Linked DNA regions of Oryzias latipes: region 2 is linked to region 1. Evidence: chromatin contacts called from public Hi-C data. All regions are on one chromosome and are shown on one strand. The core of a region is the stretch at or near the end of the contact, and the rest is flanking DNA. Distances in the headings are between cores, read along the strand shown. Region 1 holds the start of kif19 (kinesin-like protein KIF19). Region 2 overlaps ttyh2 (protein tweety homolog 2).

The links. Hi-C and Micro-C count contacts between places; a contact is called where the count stands out from the background.
Region 2: a Hi-C map of gastrula embryo shows a contact between it and region 1, with 1.6 times the contacts expected there. The contact joins the enhancer-like site here to the promoter of kif19 in region 1. A contact is called at or near these places in 5 of 5 Hi-C or Micro-C datasets (embryo, fibroblasts and gastrula embryo).

Annotation. Positions count from the first base shown.
Region 1 is chr19:14,158,721-14,164,598 of ASM223467v1, reverse strand. kif19 (kinesin-like protein KIF19) reads left to right here and starts at 2,944. Exons shown (of 19, transcript XM_011488344.3): 1 at 2,944-3,426; 2 at 4,650-4,730. The coding sequence starts at 3,352.
Region 2 is chr19:14,213,773-14,219,650 of ASM223467v1, reverse strand. All of the region lies in intron 2 of ttyh2 (protein tweety homolog 2), which reads left to right. Among protein-coding and RNA genes, the nearest start is that of ttyh2, 11 kb to the left of the region's middle. Within about 2 kb of position 2,865, at least 4 of the 8 cell types and tissues checked have an H3K27ac peak or open chromatin away from gene starts, as enhancers often do. A contact at or near this core is called in embryo and gastrula embryo, where this site is marked.

The sequences.
Region 1 (5,878 bases), core at 1,695-4,194:
AATAGCATAATACGACATAATGACCTGCTGTCCTGTTATTTAGATATTTGTAATGACACATATTTAGTACTTTGTCTCTTATTCTCAGTATTATTAGAATTACTTTGTGGTGGTTATTGTCAGAAATTGCATTAAAAATATACAGTTTCAATCCCCTTTACTTTGGTATATTTGTCCAAAAATATTTTTTAAGAATGTTCTATTTTTCCTGTTATATTAGATGCACTTCTAAAAGTCAAACATCAGAATTGCACATCATTGTAAATTACTAGTGTAGTATATAAGGTAAAGATATTTTCATAGTCAGTCACAGTGTGTACATAATTTCATAAAATGTACAACAATCCAAAATGCCTAAATAAATTCCAACAACACAACAACAGATGTGCCTTTTAAGGATTACAAACAACACACAAAAATCGCACTGACCCAGCTAACTGGCCCTTATCCATGACTAATAGGGATCAAACACATCTGGTTTGCAGAGGACAGATTGAGGTGCCATCCACATTTGTTTTTCCCAGGAATGACAATGGTGGAAGAAGTTGCCATAATAACCAGTACTTAAAAAAACGTTATTTAGTGGAGAAGAGAGGAAAAGAGATGAAACATGATTGGTGAAGAAGAAAAATGACTGGAAGCATGCTAGTTCTTTTATCACCTCACATGGCAATGGTCCAGATCATATCCACTGTATGAAAACTTGGAAAAAATTAGCTGTAGGGATAAAAAAAGATAAAGCTAATCAAAATGTTCCTAACATCATCCATGGCTCAAGATCTGCTCTCTGGTTTGGCAATTAAAACCATAAGCTGAGAAACAAACATATGAGGATTTGATTGATGACTTTGCCCGTATTACGACAAGACGAGCACATTTTTAGTTTCTACTAAGAGAAGCAGACCAAGTAAATAGTGTAAGCTATTAAAATTTTCTATTCAATTCAATTTTTTTATATAGCCCAATATTACAGCAATAGTCGTCTCAATAGGCTTCAAGCTTTAAATTCCACTAGTTGTATATATTTTTTTTAAAATCTTATAATGGAAGTCATTTTAAGCCTTAAGCAAACGTGTGATATTATCCATGTAAGAGTTGTTTTTACTTTTAGTATTTTTTCCTAACAGTCCTATAAGGTGTAAGAATTTACAAGCCTCTAGTTGCAATTTTTTTTAATTATTTTTATTTGGTAAACATTTAAAAATAAAGTAAACCGTAAACAGGGATTGTACATTTCTGGGTCGTAATTGGGGGGGGTACCGAGGGGAACTACTGGCGCTGTTTGCCGCGGGCCTCATTTGTGCCAGAAACGCCACTGCAAACAGGTTGCAGGATTTTAACCCTTTGATGCGCAACATGGGTCAAAAGTGTCCCGGCTGAGTTTTTTATTTTTGATATCTTTGCAATAAATTGATGTTATCATTCAGCAGTCAAGGTATTTCTCAATTAACTTGTTTTAGACCATCACACATGATTATTTTATTTTTTCATTTCTTACTTTTTGAATAAAAACTACTTTTGTATCACTACCCCTCTAATGCGCAACATGGGTACAAAATGACCCACATTCATTTTCTGTGTTATTTCTCATATGGCTCAGTATTTACACATTATAACTTTGAAATAAATTACATCTAATCATTTATTCCTCCATATATATTCAAAATATCTTGTTTTTTGTGCCTCTTGAGCACCATGCATGATAATAAAGCAGTGGATGGCAACAGTCGGAAGAAGAAACCAGAAGTGATCCAATACTATAACAAATCAAAATGAGGTGTGGACAAAATGGATCAAATGGTTAGAAACTATTAATGTCAGCGGAGAACACAGAGGTGGCCCATGGTTCTCTGGTACAACATGCTGGATGTTGCCACCCTCTATGCCTTCACTGCACAACGCTCTGGCTGTTTGGGTGGTGTCAGCGATGTTTTTAATCAGGGAGCTGGGCAAAGAGCTTGTCATGCCACATATGAAGAGGTGCACTGAGGGCACACCCCAACACCAAAAGCATGTTTGGGCAGCAGTAGCTCAGGTGGTTGATCAAGCCAGCCAATGATCGGCGGTTCGATCCCCGCTCCCTTCCAATCAACTGTCGTTGTGTCCTTGGGCAAGACACTTCACCCTCCTTGCCTCCAGTGCAGCTCCACTGGTGTGTGAATGTGCCTGAATGATCCTGGTGATGGTCAGTGGGACCGTAGGCGCCAGCCACGCCTGTGTCAGTCTGCCCCAGGGCAGCTGTGGCTACATCAGTAGTTACCATCACCAAGTATGAATGAGGAGTGAATGAATAATGGACACAATGGAAGAACTTTGAGCGTCTGGAAAAGTGGAGATAAATCTAATCCATTCTTATTATGAAAATACAGGCAATCTGTGCCAGTGTGTGCAGAGCACAAATATCACATTATAATTTGTGAGGAATATGAAAACAAAGGTCGCAATTTGTGCACACGGATGTGCCATACCAGTTTAAAGTTGTTAAAATACTGGAACAATTCCGATTGTTAGACATGTTATGCTATCAGGGGTATGTGTTACAAAATGAAAATAACCATGTTTCAATTAAAGACATTAATGTTTGACCCAACTCATTGCAAAAATATTACTTCAAAACAGATGTTATTATGATAGTATTAAGTAATTTGATTAAAATCACACTTGAATGACTGGGTCTTTTTTGATCCGTGTATGTAAATTTGTTGTAAAAACCATTCTTATACATAAAGTATGAAAGGAAAAATGAAAATAATAATCTGGGTTAATAAAAAACAAGATATGTAAAGAATTCTTGGAATATATTCAACAGTAAAAAATATATATATTTTTAAAGATACGACAAAATAAAAACTCATTTAATCATGGGCATAAACGTACATAGAAAATGAATGCGGGCCATTTTAGACCCATGTTGCGCATCAAAGGGTTAAACCCGATGGAGCCTCGCGCCACGGCGGGAGCCGGACGTCGCCAGCCGGGGATCCAGCAGCGGCAGAGGAGACCGCGGAGCCGCGCGGACTCACTGAGAGGACAGTTGGCTTGTTTTTAAACGGCTGCGTGGCAACGCTGCGCGAGGAGGAGGAGGAGGGAGTGGGGCAAGGTGGTGGGGCAGCGTCGACCCACTGAGACCCAAAGAGCAGAACGAGTCGAAACGCTCATGGCATTGAAACGGCAGATGGAGTGAAAGAGGGAGGGGAAAAAAAGCTTGTTTCTTGCACCTGCTAGCTTTGAGTGGAAGCAGCTGTCGCCGCTAGCCGCTGCCGAGAGTGAGCGGCGGGCTTCAGGTGGAGGGAGACGCGTTCAGGTGCCGCCGCGGAGCAGGATGCTTCGGTGCCCCGTCTCCTGCCGCTGATGTCCATTATCCTTCACCCGGACAACAAAACAATCATGAAGGACACAGGAGAGTCGAAAGATCAGCAACTGACTGTGAGTTGGAGCTATTTTATGAAACTTTTTTTTAAACATGTAAAAAAAAAATGTTTTAAGCATATTTATTAAGTCAGTCGAAGGAGCCATTTCTACTACAACTTTAAACGCAACGTTTTAGTCAAAATACTAATGTCTCGTGCCATTTTCCTTTGATGTCCCCGGCACAACCATGTTCTGCTTGTATTTTTAGTCCAGTTATATCAATGTTAAAACCAATCGTCTGCTTGTCATAGTTTTCTCCAATTCTAATTCTGCTGTTGGTATAATATTCTTATTTTATTCTGCCATGTGCTCTGAGCCTAAACCTAAATTATTGAAGCCACCTGACTCCTCTCATTCAGCTCCTAATACACCTTGAGGGCAGTGTTGACAGAGAAAGAAACGACCCTTTTTTTGTGCCATATCTAGCACCTGGAGAAAAGGAAAGTTGTGTCCTTTTTTCACGTGAGTCATAAAATTAAGATCAAAATTCATCTATCTCCTATTTCAGTGTCACTATGGACATAAAGTTGGGTAAAATGTGGCTCCCCATAAAACCACAATAAAATTCATTTATGGTTTTAAAGCAATTTTTTCCCTTATAATTTAGCTTTTAAAGACTTAAAAAAAATTTGATCTTGTTAAGTAAAAAAGGCTTGTTTGTTAAAGATATCCATCGAGTTATGAAAATGCGAAGGCTTAATGGAGCTCTAAATATTTATCAAAATAAAATACATCCTTTTTCTGTTTCTTTTTATTGTTTGTATTGTTTAAATTTACATTTAAAAAGACATAACCGTTTCTTGCTAATCAGATTAGAACTGTTTTTTTGACACGGAAATGTATGGGAAGTGTCTAAATGTACTTGACATATAAACATCGGGTATTACGTGTATTTGTCCGTATAATGGAAAGGTCACCTGTTGTAGCCTAATGCTGTGTGTTGTTTGTCGTCTTCTTAAGAGCACAACACCTGTGCTGCACACGCTTATTCTAAAATAATCTTAATCTGGGGGCCACAAAAGAGACAAAATGGTGGACTTTTATATTGTGTGTTTGTAGAACAGCTCTAATATTCAAAATCATCAAATTCTACTTTTATATATTTAGATTTATGTATAGATCTTTTGCTAATGGGCATTAAACCATGAAAACACAGCTGTAGAAGTGGACCTTATACAAAAAACAATTGAATTCTTTATTTTAAGTCAAAGAATTATTTGTTCTGTTGTGTGCTACAGGTTGCCTTAAGAATCCGACCCCTCAGCGATGCTGAACAGGAGGAGGGGTCCACAATTGTGGCGCACAGAGTGGACGACCAGGTGAGAAGGACACCCTTAACGCTTATCCGCATCTACTCCTCTGACGGATAGCTTTGCCATCCGTGTGCGTGCACAACAAAAAGCGTCTAGCTCTGGGTTTGGCTTTGTGCCCCCCCCCCCCCCCCCTCCTACCAATCATGGGCTCAGACAGATAAGGTGTCTGCGGGGACCTGGGTGAAACCGGCAGCTCTTTTTTAGGAACTTGTTTGCGAAGCTCAAATGTCACAATTCATTTGTAAGTAAATGCGGGATGAGTCAGACAACAAGATGACCTTTCCGGCTGAAGAAAGGAAAGTCTTTTTATAAAAGTGCGCCTCAGAAGCAAACGCCTGGGGTTAATTTAATATCAGCGACGGCAGAGCTCTGCAGCACTTCTCCCATAAAAAATTCATGCAGATGGTTCTGCAGTTTTCTATTGTAGCTGCTTTTTATGAATTAAATTACAGCCAGGTATAACTCCAGTAATTAATATAGCAGACACCTAAAGATAGGACTGTTCTGTGAGAGCGAGGGCTGAGTATTGTCATTTTATTGTCATTTTATTGTCATATTATTATTCATGTATTTCTTATCTTTTACGATATGTTTCTATGTTGAGCCAAACATTTAAGAAATAATACAAACGAAAACCATTGGAACTTATTTAAATGATTTTTAAAAACCACCACACTGCAACTTGCACACATGGCGTGTGGAAGCTGCACATATGTGAAAGCCCCATTAAGGCCTTATTTACCATTAGACCTTGTTTGCAGCAGTCCCCTTGGAGACCATTTAGCAGAGTGTGGAATTATTATGACGGCAGTGCAAATGCTAATAAGCGGAACCCTGCAGCGGTGTCTCCTGTCTCGTTTGAAGCTGATTGAAGCGTTCGTGTGCTCGCACGAGGTGCGTTTCCGAAGCGGGCCAACAAAGGCAAATGTCGCGGAAACTGACCGGGTCACACATTCTAACAGACAATAGCCGTAACTGTCGGGGTGTACAGGTAAGGCTGTGATGAGAACAGCTTTCTCTTGTCGAGAAAAGTTCCTCTTGGAGAATGGGAGAATTGCCCTCCCTGAGATCTCCGACTTGTTTGTGAGGTGTAGCTTAATTACAGCAGCTCTAGGGGACCACATCAGCACTTGTGTCTATCATGACGTTATTAA
Region 2 (5,878 bases), core at 1,616-4,115, 55 kb before region 1:
GGTGGATAAAGGTGGAAAGATTTCATGTAATCCATGGACACCAGTGAAGATCACAAATCATTGAAGAAAAAAGGTTCAGACCACTGTCTAGTGGGTCTAGATGACCCCACTCCCAATGTTAAAGTGCCTAGGATAGCACTTGTGCACTTTAGCACAAGGGTCAAGGTAACCATTTATGGCGATTTTCGCCGTCTTTTGCGATATGCATATTGCACAGCTTGATGTCGCGATAACGATAAATTTGCGGTATATTGTGCAGGCCTACAGGTCAGGCTATCGTACAGTGCCCTTACGCTGCACTTTAGTCGTTAGTAAGGTGCGTGTACTGGCTCCTTACTGACCGTACACAAATGCTGCACGCACAAGGTATGCAGGCAATAAAGTGCCTCCCGAAAGTATTTGCCATTTTGCCACATTTCAGGCTTCAAACATAAAGATATAAAACTTTAATTTTTTTCTGAAGAATCAACAACAAGTGAGACACAATCATGAAGTGGAAAGAAATTTATTGTATATTTCCAATATGACCCAATGTTGACCTAAATGACTAATGATGATAAATAGAATCCACCTCTATGTAATAAAGTCTCGGTGTAAATGCACCTGTTCCGTGATAGTCTCAGAGGTCTGTTTAAATCGCAGAGAGCATCATGAAGAAGAAAGAACACACCAGGCAGGTCCGAGATACTGTTGTGGTGAAGTTTGAAGCCGGATTTGGATACAAAAACGATTTCTCAAGCTTTAAATGTCCCACGGAGCACTGTGCAAGCGATAATATTGAAATGGAAAGAGGATCAGACCACTGCAAATCTACAAAGACCCGGCTGTTTGTCTAAACTTTCAGATCAGACAAGCAGAAGACTGATGAGAGATGCAGCCAAGAGGCCCATGATCACTCTGGATGAACTCCAGTGATCTACAGCTGAGGTGGGAGAGTCTGTCCATATGACAACAATCAGTCGTATCCTGCACAAATCTGGCGTTTATGAAAGAGTGGCAAGAAGAAAGCCATTTCTTAAAGACATCCATAGAAAGTGTCGTTTAATGTTTGCTACAAGCACCTGGGAGACAGACCGTAGATGTAGAAGAAGGTGCTCTGGTTAAATGAAACCAAAATCAAACTTTTTGGCAACAACACAAAACGTTATGTTGGGGGGTTGAAAAAATGAAAATTCTGAACAACACACCTTTATCTCAACTTCTTTACCTTTATTTACCCTTACAATACAAACATATAAAGCCTTGTTTCCACTGAGTGGTACGGTACGGTTCAGTTAAGAATGGTCCAGGCAATTTAGGTAAGCGTTTCAAAGTTGGACTGTCACGGCACATGCAGGGTGAAGCTAACAACAACAATGGAGGTCATCCAGTGGTTTGTTTCTTTCCGCTTGGCTTTTGGTACTTCGTATATACAAAAAATTTAATGTTGTTTGAGAAAGGATAATAAAGAGGAAGACAGCCGCTTTCTTGGCGCTTTCTTTTGTTGTAATGATTTTCAGCCATTTAACGGGTTTCAACAGTAGCTCTGCCCTAACCGGTTTCGTTCCATTTTCCTATGGACCATGACAACTAATGGGGGCCCAAAGATGTTACAGTTCGGTCTGGCTTAATGGAAACCCTCAAAATACCGGATCGGACCAGACCAGACCATGCTCAGGGGAAAAGAGGCTTAAGTGTTAATTGTGACCTGTCGCCCTTGGCATGCCCTTTAGAAAACGTTTACATGAACATTTGCAGTGTGCGGGTTCACCGAACATTTGCGGGCCTATGACGTACCATGCCCATTTTTCACTTGTAGACAGCCTGTATCCACCTGCAAGGGCAGTTGTGACTAAGTAATACGGTCATTTTCAATTTCCCTCAGTGGTCTGTCTTATTTATTTTTTGGCTTTCCTTTACAATCATCCTTATTATTGTTATTATTATATGTTCCTATAGTCTCTCTTTGCACAAAGTCAGACGAAGTGTACAGACATTCCTATGCTTTTGGCTGACTGGAGAAGTTTATCTTTAAGACTCGAACTGAGTGACTTCATAACAATCAGCGAGAGCAGTTCTATTCAGAGAGGCGTACAATAAAAGCTTTTATCTTGTTTCAAAGGCTTAGAAGGAAGTGTGATAAAAAAGAAAAGGCATTTCACTTTAATTGTCTTTAATTGTTTTTAACTTGGTTTTCTACATTTTCCTAAACATTTTTCCTCACTCATGCTGTAAGAAATAAAAGACATGAGCCATACACACATTTGATTGGAATTTGTTGCATTATCTCGCTGATACTCGGTGAGGTTGATCAAACTGCACACGAACACTCAACATAATATCAATGAAATGAGTTATTTTAGTACAATGCACAAGTGATGTGTCATGGTGATGGGTCATTAAAAAACATCAAAATGTTTTTTTTTTATGATCACAGGAAATGTTTACAGCCATTGCAATTGCACAATTCATGCTGTTGTGATAATTGTGTTAGTTTTTGTGATAGCAAATAGAAAATGATGGATGCCGAGAGCTGAAAATCCCTAATCGGATCAGCAATTCCATTAGAAATGTACACACTTTTTTGGGAGTAAAATGACTCCTAAATCTGTCAGTTTGATCTCCATACCTCTTCTCTCTTCCATACCTCTTCTCTTCTTGCCTTAAACAGTGACTGTTTAAGGCAATGTTATACAACCGATCACAGAAATGCTGAGAAGAAAGAAGAGGTATGGAGATCTTCTTAGTGGAGATGCTTTTTCTTTCTTTAATGAGCAGACTGCAACATTTTCATTGTTTGTGTGACACATCCTCATAGATAAATACATTCCGAGTCCCCTCTGGCCCTCCAGAAGGTCATTAACCCCAATCTGTCTGGATGGTGCTTGAAGGCAGCGATTAGCATCACCTGACTGATAGTGGGGTTTATGCGTTTGGGACGTCTTCTACTCCTTATGACAATCCTGCAAAACTCCAACAGGATGTGAAACCAACAGACTGTCCACAACACTAGAGGTTTGGGGCATTTCCTTTGTGTCTTTATCCGGGTTAGCATGAAGTAACCAGATGAAAAACAAGAACTCATTTGTCAAAGCCTTATGAGCAGAGACAACAGGATTCACATGGAATTCCCCCCTCCAATGAAAGCTGCTCCTCTGTGTGGAAACTGGGGGGTTGGGTTTCTTTTGTTGTGGGGGTGTAGCATCAACACCATGACGCCCAACTCCCTCGGGGAAAGTCTTTTTTGTTCTTTTTGCAGTGGGGGGACAAGAGCGAAGCAGAAATGATTTGCTTTGCTGCTCCGTGAAGATGTCCTAACAAACTACTGTTCAGAACAAATGGGAAACCTGGAGGAATATACTTTTATCCATAAAAAACCCCAAACATGTATTTGCAAAACCCTTTGATACTTTATAAAACTACAAAGAATTTTCATTATAGAGCCATGATTGAGTAACACAACTGTTTCTGGAAAAATAATCATCATAAAACATTAAGTTTAGATTAATAACCTTTTTAGAAGTACATGGTTATCTTACTTGGGGACTTTGGCCCCACAATTATTAATGGTTAACTGGTTTCCTGATATAAAAAAGGTTCTGGTTTGAATCCTGGCTACAACCTTTGGAAGAAGTTTGCATCCTTCTTCAGGAAGTCTTAAGATGCATTCACACTGATCACAATTTGCGCAGCAGTGGAGTCCAGTTTTAGTGTTAAGTCAAGGCATAGACCCAATCAGATGTCTTGCCTAGCATCTCGATGTTTCCAGAGTTTAATTATTTGAAATGTATCAATACGTTCAGATCAAATGGCACAATATGCACGGGATTGTACTATGGGCATAAGAATTCCAATTGCAGAGGATGTCATCAGCTTGTGTCGCATTTGACAGCGATGGGGGGCGATTTCCTTTCGATAGCCTTGTGACCAATGCGAAGTATAAAGTAGAAACCGGGTCTTAGGGAGCAGAGGTAATTGGCTCCATGATGGAGCCACGACTAGGATAGGCTGCAGCAGCCCTACTATTCCAATTGGTACATGTGGAGTATAAACAATGCATTGATTGGTGGACTTTGAGAGAGCAGCAAGTTAAAGAAACTGGGTCTGTGCAAAAGCTGACTACTTTTTTTGCAGACACAGTTTGCCTCACAGTGGTTTAGTGGTCCTTATAAAAGGTTGTCCTCTTGCAGTGCAGTGAGACAGAGACTAACATGATTGTACGAGGTTCTAGGATCATCAGTATAATTGAATGCCTCGCAGACGCCGGCAGGACTTCTGTTACTGATTTCTTTGTGCCATTTGAAAGTTTCAAATGCCAAACTTGTTTTGTTGCCTACAACACTTTTCAAATGTTCAGTGGGACCGAGGGGGCGGAACGATGAGCTTAACAGTGTGCTTTTATAATCTTTCAGTTACTGTTTTATTGTTTTAGTTGGTTTTGTTGATCCTGGCTGAGCTTTTTTTGCTGACTGAGAACTGAGAAGGGCTTTGGAGGTTGGAATTTGAAGAATTGGATTAGGCTCAGACTCTGAGGCCAGAGGTGAAACCTTTTCAAGATGCTTTCGACGTTTTGGACTCTTGAACCCGGATTCAGTTTCCAAAGGAAGCTCCAAATGTCATGTAAATAGCGGAGGGCCTTAAAACCCTCTCCCACCATCTTTCCCAGTGGACTTTTAATTATGATTGACGTTTTTAGCCAAAAAGAAAAAGTGTTGTTTTCTTGGACATTGTTTCAGGCAGGAGTTCAATAGAATTTCTTCTTAGTTGTGGGTGGGACTGTGGCGCAGACCCCCCCCCCCCCCCCCCCCCATTCTGTTTACACGCTCTCTCGCTAGCTTACATCCCCTCACACCCACAACCTAACCTTAGCTGTGCAACAAAAATGAGCCAGATTTCAGCTCAGACGAGGAAAACCAAGACAAACGTGGACCTATTTGTCTATAAGTGGATGCATCAGAATGGAGTGGAGCAGGGAGCTTGTGGTTTAATGTGTTCTTGTGTGGCAGATGTAAAGGATGGCGGAATCCCATCCTTCCTGTTCCTCTTCTAATCAACATCCTTTGGGTCGCCTCACTGGTGTCCCAGCTGTGAACGTCAGCTGACCCGGCTGAGTGCTGGAAAGGGTCCCGTTCCCCTGGGACTTCACTGAAGTGTTGAAGCGGAAGAGGCCGCGAGTTGGGTTGTTCTATTGGGAGCTCCAGTTTTCCAGTTAGAAATAGATTTGTAAAATGTGGGTGTTGTCAAAAAGTCTCTAGAAACCCCCTTCCTCAGTAAAAATCCCCGTCAGCCTCCAACTTTCTTCCCACTGATGGAATCACTGTTTGCTTCCATGTCTTCTCCTTCCCGCTACCTGAAATCGGCTTAACTTGCATCACTTTGAGGGAACGTCACTCCAGTTCTGTCAGGCTGCACACACACAAGTTTTATGTTGATGTGCTCAGTGCCCGGAGACCTCCTCCACCTCCGCACAGCTGTCAGCCACCTGCTGTTGGAGCCGCTTTGCTCCAGGAAGACATTTCAGATCACTTAGCTTGCATTTAACACCATTCGAAGTTTGGGGAGCGCGAGTCCTGCTTTTCAAGGAGCCATTTGGCAGACAGCTGTACTTTTTCTTGTAAATGTTTTAAAATCATCTTTTTAAAATAGCTTCACAACATGTGACACTATTTTCTGAACTTCCAGGTCTCTGTTTCTCCTAAGTTCCGTTCATTCAGGAAAGCAGTCTTGCTAAGTTTTGACAATTTTTGGTCATATTTTTGCCATTTCTGCTATTATGTCAAAAAGATGCTGAAAACGCAGCACAGTGAAGCCAAGAATAAAAACTTTCACATTCAGCCTCTGTTTTACATCATCTACTCTTATACACTAACTCGAGAAAACAACATTTTGCATCTTTGCA